Linked DNA regions of Gossypium hirsutum: region 2 is linked to region 1. A link is a contact called in public Hi-C data. All regions are on one chromosome and are shown on one strand. The core of a region is the stretch at or near the end of the contact, and the rest is flanking DNA. Distances in the headings are between cores, read along the strand shown. Region 1 holds the start of LOC107951171 (auxin response factor 9). Region 2 holds the start of LOC107951176.

Evidence for each region. Hi-C and Micro-C count contacts between places; a contact is called where the count stands out from the background.
Region 2: a Hi-C map of leaf shows a contact between it and region 1, with 1.7 times the contacts expected there. The contact joins the promoter of LOC107951176 here to the promoter of LOC107951171 in region 1. A contact is called at or near these places in 3 of 34 Hi-C or Micro-C datasets (callus and leaf).

What each region holds. Positions count from the first base shown.
Region 1 is chrA02:45,238,580-45,245,618 of Gossypium_hirsutum_v2.1, reverse strand. It overlaps LOC107951171 (auxin response factor 9), which reads left to right and starts at 4,346. Exons shown (of 14, transcript XM_016886113.2): 1 at 4,346-4,938; 2 at 5,071-5,186; 3 at 5,339-5,434; 4 at 5,776-5,832; 5 at 5,960-6,112; 6 at 6,199-6,283; 7 at 6,434-6,524; 8 at 6,673-6,837; 9 at 6,916-7,029. The coding sequence starts at 4,887.
Region 2 is chrA02:45,790,565-45,797,175 of Gossypium_hirsutum_v2.1, reverse strand. LOC107951176 reads right to left here and starts at 3,200. Exons shown (of 1, transcript XM_016886118.2): 1 at 1,997-3,200. The coding sequence starts at 2,858. The coding sequence ends at 2,202. It overlaps LOC107951174 (phosphatidylinositol 4-kinase gamma 2), which reads right to left. Exons shown (of 3, transcript XM_016886117.2): 2 at 5,375-6,611; 3 at 4,657-5,288. The coding sequence ends at 4,908.

The sequences.
Region 1 (7,039 bases), core at 3,097-5,596:
TGACGCTGACATGGACTCGATCATATATTAATTTGCATCATCTGAGATAATGGTTCGGATTTACATCCAGACAAATTTTGTTACATATTGATACACTATTCTTAATGATTTTAGTGTTAAAACATTGATTTCCCACCAATAATTTCATGTGTTTTTTTATATATTATATAAATATATGTTTGTTCAAATATTTAGCTCTTTCAAAATTGTAAAATGTTAACTTCAAAATTTATAATCCTCCAAAAATAATAGATTTATAGTTTCAACATTTTAGAAATTGTAAAATTCTAAAAAAATTTATATTTTAATTCCTATATATTTTTCCTAAATCATATATGCATGTTTGAATATAAAGAAAATAAATGAATAAATTCAAAAGATGAATAAAAGAATATTTGTTTCTCCAAATTGTTTGTTTCTCCTTCCTTGTTTTGTCCAGCGATGATGTTAGTCTCTGGGTTGATTATTGTTCATCTATTTTCTCCTTTCCTTTCTCCCATCAACTTTTTCTTTCTTTGTTCTCTTTGTTCACTCCACATACCTTATGTCTTTTTAGTTTGCCTATCTGTTTTGTATGTATCATTGTCATCTTCACAAGTTTGGATTCGTATTGTCTTAAATATTATATTTTTTTATTGTTTAATAAGTCTTCATTTCTAGAAATTTTTGTCTTATCTTGTACAAGTTTTTTAGTCTTGTTTTTACAAGTGATTTTATGGATGATTTTGTCATTGTCCTTTTCAATTTGATGGATGCTTGGTTTTTTTTTTTGCCAATTTTTGCTAGTCGTTTTGGATCATAATGGACTGATTTTCTTATTGTATTAAGCGCTTGCAACCACAGCAGATATGTCATACTTGACTTGTGACGGATTCAGTTGTCTACGTGCCACAATATTTTATTTATGTTGAGGTTAAAGCATTTGTTATGTTGATAGAACTTATCTTTCACTACTTATAACAGGTGTATTCTTATTTGTTGTTTTCAAATTCTATAATCTTATTTATAGAATTTAAAATTTGAAAAGATGAATAAATTTTGAGTTAGTTATGGTTAAATGAAATATGTGAATTTCGGGTAATATTAGAATCTAATTTGATTCTTGCAATATTGGTTTGCTGAATTGGCAGCGGCAGCTTGTAGTTGGCCACCAGCAATGAAACATGTAGCACTAGGGTTCATATTTATTAGTAATATCATTTTAAAAACAGCTAGTGTGGGTCAATTAAATATTAATCATAAAGGAAAATAAAGGAGTGCACATAAGAATAAGATGGGTGGCTAAGTGTGGAAGGCATCAAATGATTCTCATCTCAAAATACGTAATAGATTTTATTTGACATATTTAGACAATAGGGGTCAAACAAGAATACTTGCTACCTTATTGCGATACTACTTATTATAGTTTATCAATGAGGAATAAATACCGCTAATTATTAATTAAATGAGAGTTAATTATAAATTTAACTTTTAATATTTATATCTTTTTCAATTTAATCTCTTTTTTTAGTTAAATTTGATCTTAAATTTTTAAAAAATATTGACTACCAATCTTTTAAAAGGAGTTAAAATTGTTATGTTTTGAAATAAATATTGATTAAAATGTTAATTTTTAAGTATGGAAGCTTGCATGACAATCTATGTGTACTTCATATTATTTGAATTTTTATATAATTTTTCAATTATTTATTGATGTGACATATAAGACAAATATAGACTGCCATGCTAATATCGTTAAAAATAACATTTTAGTTGATATTTTCATTAAAAAAGAGATTTGACTCTCTTTTTGAAAGTTGAATGCCCAAATTTAGCAAAAGTAAGGGCCAAATTGACAAAAAAATTATTAAGTGTTGATAGCTAAATTTATTATTATACCATTAGATAAAAATAATCATATTTTGGTCTTTTACGTATATGTTAAAATCTTCAGTAAGTCTTTGCATTCTTCACAAATTTTGAATTTAGTTCTTGTACTTTTATTTCTAAAAAATTAGTTCATAATAGATTTTAGATTTCTAAATTCAAGTCTACCTATTAACATTATTAAATTTTTTTGTTAAATTTATTGATTTGACATTTTGAAATAAAAAAAATACTTCATTTGTTAGCCATATAACTAAAAAATAAATTTTAATAAACTCGAATTTAACAAAATAGTTTCAGTAGTGTTAATAGTTAGACCTGATTTTTAAAATTTTAAAAAATAAAAAGACTAATTTTTAAAAAAAATACAGACACTAAATTTTAAATTTACAAAAAAGTATAAGGAATTTCATAGATTTTAACCATACATATATATCTATAATCTACCTTCCAAGAAAGAAAGAGCCAAAAATATTGTGACGTAAGGGTGTCCGTCGTTGAAGCAAGTAGCTAAGTACGGGGGTCATGGGGCATGCCCTATAATGCCCCTACTTGCTATTGGTGTGACAAAAGTAACATTAAATTACTCTTCTTTTACTTTGTAATGCAATTTGAAATCGTCCATTGTCCAAACCAAGTCTATGTAAAGTAGCCTTGTCGTACCCGTTCCGGTTTCTCTCTCGCCGACCTCCCGTTGTGCTACTCTCCTTTTCTCTATTTCTATCCTGCATTGTCAAGTCAAGACCCTTACTGGTCAAACTCAGCTCTTCCTGAACGTTTGGATTTTCTCTAACCGTCCACTTCAGCTGGGCTTTCTTCTCCGAATTTTTCTGATTTACGGTATAGCTCACCACCTGTTCGACTCTTTGCTTGAATGGAAATTGCTTTGTTTGACAGATTGATGTGAATCTTTATTGCTGAAAACATAATATCTGCGTCTCTGTTTGATTTGTTTCCTTTTTGCTTACGAAATGATACTTGACTCTTAATTGGGCATTCATGATTATGGAGTCGGTCTAATGAATTAGAATATCTTTTAGGTCTTAAAAGTTATATAAGTAGTTAATTTAAATGATAATTAAACAACTTAATAGAAATATAGTAATTAATATAAATTATTTGTATAGTTAATGATAAATTTAATTTAAAATTTTAAATAAAGATGTTTTTCATAACAATAACACGTTTCACGAAAAAATAAGTAGAATGTAATAAACATTAATGGGATAGTAAAATCCGAAAACAAATTACATTAAATAATATAACATAAAACTTTAAGTTAATTTATATGTTAAATAAGGATATTTTTACAATTATAGTGAGGTAGAAGGGTTCTTTTTGTTAACTGGATCTTCAAAAAAATATATATATATTTTATAAGCCTGAATTGGATCGAAACCTATACCGGTTAAGATTTCTTTTTTTTTTTGCCATTAATTCTAATAATAAAAAAATTAAACCTTCGAAATTGTTAGTTGGTGGGTGTTTTCTTTTGAATAATATTAAGAATGCCAAAAAAAAAAAGAAAAAAGAGGAGAGGTTTTAGATTGACTCAAGGCAAATATTCAAATTTGATATTTTTACTTTTGAGGGTGAATGTGGAGAATCTGGACGTTTCAAAGGGGGTGGGGTCACTGTTTCCTTTCCTCGCTACTACTTGTTGCTTGATGACGAAAGGATGCGAGTAACGTGACGGATTGATGATAAACTAATAATAATTGAAGTGCTAAAACGACGGCGTTATAGCAAGAGTACATGTGGAGGTGGAGCCCCGCATAAACCCAACCACGTGTGAACTCCATTTCGGCAAAAGGGAGTGACGTGTACAGTGTTGGACCACCGAACCGCTCGCAGTTTGTCTGGGAAAAAGTACAACAACAGGGTTACAAAGCATCAAGATCCAACACTTCGCACGTGTTTCACGTGGACCCCGCACTCCTCTGTGGCAGATGCCCCCCCTAATTATTACTACTTTCTTTTCCACCCTCAATTCAATTTAGATTTTGGTCCTTCAATTTTATTCGTTATGAAATTTTACCCTACGCAAGCAAATTTATGTTGGTATAAAATGTTTTAAAATTTTTACATTAATATTTTAATCAGGTGTTTACTATTTTTACTAATTAATAATATTATAAAAATATATAATTAAAGTATACAGATTAAAGTTTAAATTTAAGCATAATAGATTTGACCTACAGAAATAAATTAAATTAAATTAAATGTAAGAAAACAAGAGGAAAATAAAAAATAAAAAACCCCCAACCCAAATGTCTTTGGGGTTTATAACTCGAGCCAACCACCCTGTTGCCTGTTTCGAAGCAGCCAACGAAAGAGACGTCAAAAATAACACCGTTAACCCCAACCACACTCATCCCAATGCCCCCCCATCATCCGTACCTAAAACGCCGTTGAGAAACGGCTTTCCATCGTTTGCCGTTAAAAAATGGTCTCGTCACGTTAATCCCCTGACTGTCTCAGTTAAATCCGGAACCAGAGTTTGTTAAATTGGCGTTACACACTCGATTTACAAAAAAAAAAAAGGGCTCCTTTGTTAGAAACCCAAAACAAAAAGAGAGAGAAAGTTAAAAAAAAAAAGGAAAAAAAGGGAAAGAAGAATTGGGAGCAAAGCCGAGTATCATAAGAGTCGCGCGTAGGATTTTAGGTTGATTCTCTCTGCTAACGGCGTTTCCTTTTTACAGAGCAGCGAAAAGCTATATTGAAAGCGAGGTGAACGACGGCGGATTTGGACGGTTAAAGCTGTTTTCCGTTACGGTAGTTGGATCTCGCGACGGTTACGATAGGGAGGGAGGAAAAATAGTGTGAGGGAGGTGTAGATTTTTTTATCAGGAATTCGAGCAGTTTCGTAATTATTTGGCTTTTATTGTGGTGCTTAAGAGTGTAAAATAAGGTTTATTAGAGCGTTTTTGGAGGATTTAGCTTCTCTCTTTGGAGGTTTTTTGTTCCAAATTTGTTGCTGTTGCTCGTTGTTGACTTGAAGAGTCGGAGAGAGTTCAATAATGGCGAATCGGGGAGGGGTGTTTTCACAGACAAATAATGTTTCCTCCGAAGGTAAACGAAATAAAAGAATTCAAATAGATTGAACGTTGATTCTATATTTTTCTTTAATTTTTTTATTTTTCTTTGATTTTTTGGAAAATTTTTGAAACCTTTTTTTTCTTCACTTTCTTTTTTGAGTTATAGGAAATGGAGGGGATGATCTGTACATGGAGTTATGGAAGTTATGTGCGGGACCCCTGGTTGAGGCTCCTCGAGCTAGAGAGAGAGTCTATTATTTTCCTCAAGGACATATGGAACAGGTAAAGCCTCTTTTCGTTTTTCGTTTTTTTTTTTCATTTTTGTGTCGAAAATATTCCTGTTTGGTTTTATTTGGAATTATGTCCTTTTATAGAAATGGTTAATTTTGGGTTATTGATTGGGATTTTGCTATTTTGGCGAGGGATTGTTTTAGTTGGAAGCGTCGACGAATCAGGAGTTGAATCAGAGGATTCCTTTGTTTAATCTTCCATCGAAGATACTTTGCAGTGTTGTTCACATTCAGTTTCTGGTAATTTTCTCTTTCTGGTTTTTGATTTGACTTTGCATAGGCCACAGCAATCTCTAGATGTGTTTTGAACTTCTGATTGCTTAAAAAACGGAGCGGAAAAAGGAAGTGGGTAATATATTTAGAGGTTACCATTTTTTCTATTGTTTTGATCTTGAAAAGATTGTAAAACCTTGAACTTTGAATAAATAGTTTCTCTTTTCTGAGAAGGATTCACTGGCTCAATAAATTGGGGTTTCAGTCAGATCGTAAGTCATGTGGACCTAGTGGACCATTATAGTATTCTATCAACATGATTGATTTGGGAGTAACTTTTTATGCACTTATTGTTACCATGTTTGTAGGCTGAACAAGAAACAGATGAAGTTTATGCACAAATAACTTTGATGCCGGAGCCAAATGTAAGAACCAATTTTATTTGTTTTTTATTTGAAAATCTTCCAGTATTAGAATGCAGGGGAGTTGGGTTTTCTTTTTCTTTTATTGTTTGATAGTAGTGATCTCTAATCATGTTTTTGGCATGGATAGCAACCTGAGCCAACAACTCCTGATGCATGTCTTCCGGAGCCTCCAAAACCTACTGTCCATTCTTTCTGCAAGGTTTTAACAGCCTCTGATACCAGCACTCATGGAGGTTTTTCTGTTCTTCGCAAACATGCCACTGAATGCCTTCCTCCACTGGTACAATTTCTAGATCTCTTTTTTCGCCTTTTTGTCTTCTTTCTAAATCTTCTTTGTATTGATTTCTCTATATGGATGTCTTTTAGGACATGAACCAGGCAACGCCAACCCAGGAATTGGTTGCCAAGGATCTTCATGGCTATGAGTGGCGCTTTAAGCATATTTTTAGAGGTAACAAAGGATCTGATAACTATCTTTCAACTTTAGTCGGTTAATACTAAGCTTTTATGTTTTTGCTGTCAATTCCATGTATGACTCACCTCCGCTACTGATGGGCAAATCACTTGCGTTATGTAAATTGTATATGGTTTGAATGAACAGGCCAGCCAAGGAGGCATTTGCTCACAACGGGATGGAGTACATTTGTTACTTCAAAGAGATTAGTAGCTGGTGATTCCTTTGTGTTCTTGAGGTAGATGCCTTTTCCATTTTCTGATATCCTTGATGCTTGTGTGGTGGTGCATTGATCTTGTTCGGCCTTTGATGGTTATGTTCTTTTTTTTTTGTTCTTTTTTTTTCATGTAGCTGATGAGCTATTTGTTTGATACTTGGTTTCGTAGAGGGGAAAATGGGGAGCTGCGCGTTGGAGTGAGGCGTGTTGCTCATCAACAGAGCAGCATGCCTACATCAGTGATTTCAAGTCAGAGCATGCATTTAGGAGTACTAGCAACTGCATCTCATGCCGTTTCAACACAAACCCTCTTTGTTGTCTACTATAAACCAAGGTATGATAATTACAGATTTTCCAAAATGAGATGAAAATGATATTTATTTACTTATAACCATCTTGTGTGAAATATCAGGACAAGTCAGTTCATTATTGGGTTGAACAAATATTTAGAGGCTCTGAGCAATAAGTTTACAGTTGGCATGAGGTTTAAGATGAGATTTGAAGGAGAGGATTCTCCTGAGAGAAGGTAGTGAAAC
Region 2 (6,611 bases), core at 1,951-4,450, 550 kb before region 1:
CCTATTAACTAGTCGGGCTGAGTTGGATATAGTTGGCATACTATAGGATTGGAAGTGTTCAGGGATGCAGGATGCCTCAACCTCGAGTCGATGAGACACTAGGTGTCACTATATTACTTCGGAGAGATTCAATGAGGTACTGTGTACCAACTTACTTCGGCTTGGCCGATGAGATACTGGGTGTCAATTATTTGCTTCGAACTATCTGATGAGGCATTGGGTGCCATACTGGAGTGTTTGGTTGGATCTGTGTATCCGCCAAATTCCGAGCCTGTTAATAGGGGTAATTAAAGGAAATGTTAAACTGAATAAAATTAATTGATAAGCCATTAAAAAAAAGTGAAAATGGAACGTGAATTAAAAAAAAAGGTGATTTGAATGTGAGTATGAGAATGAAAAACATGAACCAATGGTTCATGAGATGGATAATGGCTCAACATAAATGTATGTGATTTCAACTGTTGATTAGCTAAATTGAATTGTATGAATATATTGAGAATGACAAATTTAAGTTTGAATTGATTTAGTAAAAAAATAAAAATAAATAAAGTTATATGATTTAATGATATGGTTATTATGTTTATAATTTGAATTATAGTAATACCATTGAGTATAAAATACTCAGCATACGGTTGTTTCCGTGTATAGGTTAATAGGTGTTCAGAGTCTCAGTTCAGCATCCAGGTGATCCCGACTCCAGCGCAAAACTCGGTAATGTATTTTTCTTTTGGTAAAAGTGGCATGTACATAGGTGTTGTTTTGGTCAATTTAAAATGCTATATGATTTTTGTTGTAAAGAATGGTATTTGGTATTTTAGTGTTTAAACTAATAAAATGGTATGAAAATTTATATGATATACATGGTATAATTGGTGCTAAATTTAGAATAGAATGAATGAAATTCTAATTTAATTTTTAATGGTAATATAAATGTACATAGAGTAAATTATCAAATAAATGTTATATGTATGATTTTAATACGATTAAACATGAAATTGCATTCGTTCAAATATTGATTTTGGATTGGTCCTAGTTTGAAATTGCAGAGAAGGTTAGATATTTATAAAGGGGTTATATTGAGTTAAAAAAAATCCTCGAAGCACTCGAACAAGTCCCTATTCCCCTCTAATACTTATTTTGGGCCTTGAGGGTCTAATTAAGGGACTTTATAATTATTTTATAATATAATATGTTCGATAATTATTTAATTATTAATCACAAATTGTCTGATTATTCGATAATATATCGTAACTCTGTTCTGATGACGGTTTAAGATTAAGGGTATCACAGTTTAACTCTAAACATAGTTAAATTTATTGAAGTAATATTTTTTAAAAAAACTTACTTAATAATTATATAATTAAAAAATAAAATAATAATTAACTTAAAATTATATAAAAAAATTAACGAGGTTAAAACTTGAACTTAAATTATAAAAAACTAAATTCCAGATGCTCTAAAAGGCCAAGGAGTTATGAAGGATTTTAACCTAAAGAAAAACATAAAATCGAATTTCGAGGACACTGACTGGTGATGATATTCAGTGTCTCTTCTGCTCCGCTGTCTTGGGTCCCACTAACCTCACTAACTCAACTCTCCCCACTTAATTATAATTTTCTCACTGGCACATTTATCGAAATCCGGTGGGCAATTAATTCTCCGACGACGATGATCCCAAACCATCTGCAACTGACTGAATTTTGCTCTATCAAAATTTAAAGTTTAAACGACGTCGTAGACTTTCTGACCTCCCAATTAGTGCCCTTCCTCGAACAATGGAAAAAAAAAGAGTAAACGGAAAACAAGCCGGATTTTGCGCTGCCTTTTTTCCAGCTCATAATTCAACTCACCTTTGCTTCATTATTGGTCCAAAACCAAAACAAAAAGCCCCACCACAAAGTAATCTCACTTCACTCTATCATTAGCATCCATCCTTTACTTACTCTTCAATTAATCCCTTTAAATAAAAAGTTCATTAATTCACAAATTATGCTCATAAGCTGAAACCTTTCTTTCTTTATACTAAAAACACCTTACTTGCAGCACCCACAACAATCAAAGTTCTAATTTTTACAGTTTTTTTGACAAATTGGGTATAAAAAATTTAAAACCCAAATCACCAGATCCTCCAAAACTGATAAATTTTAAGAAAAAAAAAGCTGTTAAATGTCTAAAATTACATTAAAAAAAGGAAGAAAAAATTAGCAATGAAACCCTAAAACAGACCCATCATTCCCAGCAACGGTGACTCTACACTCCGATTTAGCATCCACATGATGGGCGAACACATTTAGAACCCGAATCCGACCCGCTAATTCCATCCGAGAGTCAATCTCCATCGTTGGTCCAACTCGATTCACATTATTACCCCCGCCGAACCCAGCTGTCACCCCAACGGGCCCTGTCATCGTCGCCGCCACCGTAGTAGTAGCACCAGGTATAGGTATCGTGGTGGCCGCCGCCGCTTGATTCGGTTGCGCCAAGGGAAATGACTGAACTGCAAAAGTGGCGGCCATGTATTGAGTCTGACCCGACTCGATCTTCCCGGCGGGTATGAACATGAACCCGACTTGAGATCCGGAGTAAAGGAGCTGAATAGTGCTGTCGTAGTGAGAAAAAGTGGCTCTGTTAGGGTTGTTAACGGTGACGTATTGAGAGAAAGTGAAGCTGACGGAGTTGTTGCCGACGGAAAAAGAAGGGAGCTGGATGGAATTAACGTAAATCTTAGGGTCTTTGGGTTTAAAAACGGTGAAATAAACAATGAGAACAATGATTACAAGAAAGATCAAGAAAATGGTTGCTACAATACATGATGCCAGATTTGTACGGCCAGATGGCGGCCTTTGAGACTTCACCATGATTTTTGTAAATTCGAACTGTGTTTTTTTTTCTTGGGTGTTGATCTAAAAAGAGAAAGGAAGTGAAATGGGGGAAGGAAAAGAGTGTTTGGATGTAGGGAAAATAAGAGAGTATTTAAGAAGAAGAGAAAGTGGGGGAAAGGAAAGTAATGTGAAAGGGAAGACTTTTTCTTTGGTTGGGTTTTGTCATTTTATAAGAAAGGATTTGGAGTTTATGTTGGAGCTATTCAAAGCTTAGATTTTTGAGTGTTTTTTTTTATGCTTTGGGGGAAGGAATCATTGAATCAAAGATGAAGTGAATGAAAAAGAAAGAAGGAAAATTAATTAAGAAGAAAATTGAAAAGAAAAAGTGAGGGTATGTTAGTCCTTAACTTTTAACTTTAAAGAGGATGAGAATTTTTTTTTTTTTTGAAAAAATGGATAAGAAGATGATGCAAATTGTAAGAATTTGCAGTTTGGAGGCGGAAATTATGAAAAAAAAAATTCAGTTATTTAGTTTTAAGATTCATCTTTTTTTCTTTTTTTTCCTTTCTAGTTTGGGATGTGTTTGATTTTTCGCAACAAAACTGGAATATTTAGGTTATTAACTGTTAACCAAAATATAGTATTTTATATAGAATTTTAACACTCAAATATGAAAAATAAGAAATTTTGTTCAAAGAGCATTATTAAAAGTAGATGTTTGAAGATTGGTAGAACAAAATATTGTAGTTAAATTGGTATTTAGAAAATCAGATAAATACTGGATAAGATATCCAAAAAAATGAAAAAGGGTAAGAATAGTAAAAAATGAAAAAGAAAGGGTGGTAAGTCGAAAGGTAACTACTGTCTTGTTTTTACATATAGGAGTCAAAGGAAAAAGCTTTAGGTAAAGAAAAATTGATGCCTTTCCACATGGTCAGTGGAATGATTGTCAAACGGCAAAAGCGTGGTCTATTTGGTGTGTTGGAACAAATCAGTGGTCTTCTTGTAAGAAGTGAAACAACAATTTCAATGGCGGTGGCGGTGGCAGTGGAAAATGACAGAAATTTGCTAAATTTACTGCAGTAAGAATTGTGGGTGTTTCAATATAAGCTTCCTTGGGTTTCTTCTGCCAATAATTGTATGAACGGATAGAAAAAAAAAACTTTTTAAAAAAATTAATTTGCGCATAGAAATTCCACACTCAAGTTGGGAGTATCATAATTAATTACCACTGCTCTATAGATTAAAATTGGTTTTATTTACTTACAGGGTCAGGTGAGATGAGTTTTTGTTTGTCCGACCCAATTTGTATATCTCTCGTTCTGATATCATCCTCAAACATGACCCTAAAATTAGAGAAATTATTTTACTCCAATTAAGGTTGTTAAAACCAAATTGAATTGGCTTATTGGATCGATTGAAAAAGAATAAAAAAACAATCGATTGAGTTAGAAGTTTTTTAATTTTTAATATTTTAAAAACAATAGAATTTAATAATTTGATTAATTTAAATTAAATCCGCAATCAAATCCATCAAATTAAAAATCAATGACTTAATAATTCAACCAACTCAATCCAAAAAAAACTTACCCCTGTAGTAACAGTGCAGATCAAAATCCGATGGTCATGTTTAAACTCACCCATTACTTCCATATTTCAGAAAGGGAAAATAGAAAGGCTCTTTGACATGACCTACCTTTAATTTGGGTTGAGTAAAATATTAAGAGAACGTTGGATATGGCTGATCTTGGCCCATTTTTAGTTTACCTTTCTGAAACGATATATGGTCCAAAACAATCATCAAATTACACATAAAAAACCCAATATATGCAAGTTTTACATCAAACCCAATCATCAATGGCTACCTATTATTTCATTATCTTTGAATCTGTTCAACATATTAATACAGGATCAAGTAATAACTTGATAAAGTTATAAAAATAAATAAATAAATAAAGGAAAGCTTCAATCTCCTATGAAGGATAAGCCATCTACATTGACATAATTTGTGGTCCATACAAAAATGGACTCATCATTAACTCAATACATTCAAATATGTACCATGAACAAACCATATAGGTAGCTTTAGTTTGTGAGCTTGTCAAGCCAAGAATCCATGACTTGAGACACAGTCTCCATAAATGCAGCTTCACTCATGCCTGGAAGCAACAAATCTTGAGCTTCATCTACAATTTGCTCAATCACAGATTCCTTGTTCACAGTTTCCCTGCACATGATGCTTCCAATAGCAAAGGGAGTGGTAAGACCCCGTTCGACCGCTTTTTTCAAAAGCATGGTCGAGATACAGAGCGTGCGAGCGCACTCGACGGGAACATCCCACCCGTAAAATCTCAGAAGTGCAACATCTTGTTCAGCATCCAGTGATTTTATATAGTCTATAGTCTCTTGGGAGTAAGGCTGTCGTGATTGTGGCCAATAAACCCAATCAAATGTGCAATCCTGGAACTGCAAATAGATTAAAAAAAAAAAAAAGGGTTAGACAACAAAGATGCAACGCATTACTAGAATGATATAGCTATATATAAACTTACATTCTCAGGCAAGCAGTAGCCATGATCAATTGGAATAAGCACAGTTTGGTCATTTTCCCGTTTACCAATCAAGATATTACCGGCATGTCGATCGGAATTTGCCATTCTTATATCGAGCACGCTGATCTTGTGCACTTCCTCCACAGGGAAACCTCCTGGACCTACATCCTCACCACTCCCGGCATTCTTCATATACATCTGTAAGGACCCAACCTTAACATTCTCAGGTGCACATTTATACCCATTTGGATGGTTAAACCCTTTGTGCAAGCACTGAACCATGCAAGTAGGAGGGACACCAGCAAACCCCGACATCTCACCAGACAAAGACCGAGGTCCACTCTTGGGATGATCCAATATATAAGCAGCCACTTCTCTCACTGCTCCTCCTCCAACTCTTGTACCCTTTTTCAACCCTTCACCATTTGATGATCCATGGACTCCATGTGGATTGTTATTTGCCATCGGCTCCTCATCGATCGGTTTAAAGATCGAAACATAATCAACCCCCAACTTATCTTGCATAAAGTAAACCCCTCCTGTCCCTTCCGGTGATCGAATTGGCTGGTTCCCCAAATCCAACCCATCAAATGTAGAATGCATCATATCCCACATAAAACAAGGCAATTTCACTTTGGGGTTCAAAATAACTGGTTCAAACCAGAAATCTCTAACCGGTTCAACAGGCTTAGCTCGAACTTTGGCTGATTTTTGAACCATCAAATGAATCACAGCATCACTATCTTTACATAAATCATCAATTAGTTTTTGATCATCGAGTTTTTCACCATTACAAAAGATTTCTTGTTCATCAACATCAACGAAACCTTTCCCTTGTTTAACTATCCTTTGTTTCAAATACCCAACATTTCTAAACCTATCAACATGCAATTCAAACTCTTTCCCGCAACTTGTTCTTACAGTGATGAGCAAAAGATTGGAAAGTTTTAAAACTAGGTGCAAAAAATTCCCACCTTTCAAGCCGTAGTCTTTAACAAGCGAATCGTTGCGAGCCAATTCTCTGCCTTTAAAAACAAGCCTCTGTTTCTTCACTACAAAGCCTTTACATGTCTGGATCCGAAGCTTGACGGAGGCTATCGAATCGGATTTTAAAACCCGCATCGGAATCACCGAACCGGAAACCGAAAGGTAAATCAAGATCGAGTCACCCGCTTGGTTATAGCAATAACCAGAAGAGTGAACCGCTTCTCGACGAACCGGACTCAAAGCAACATCT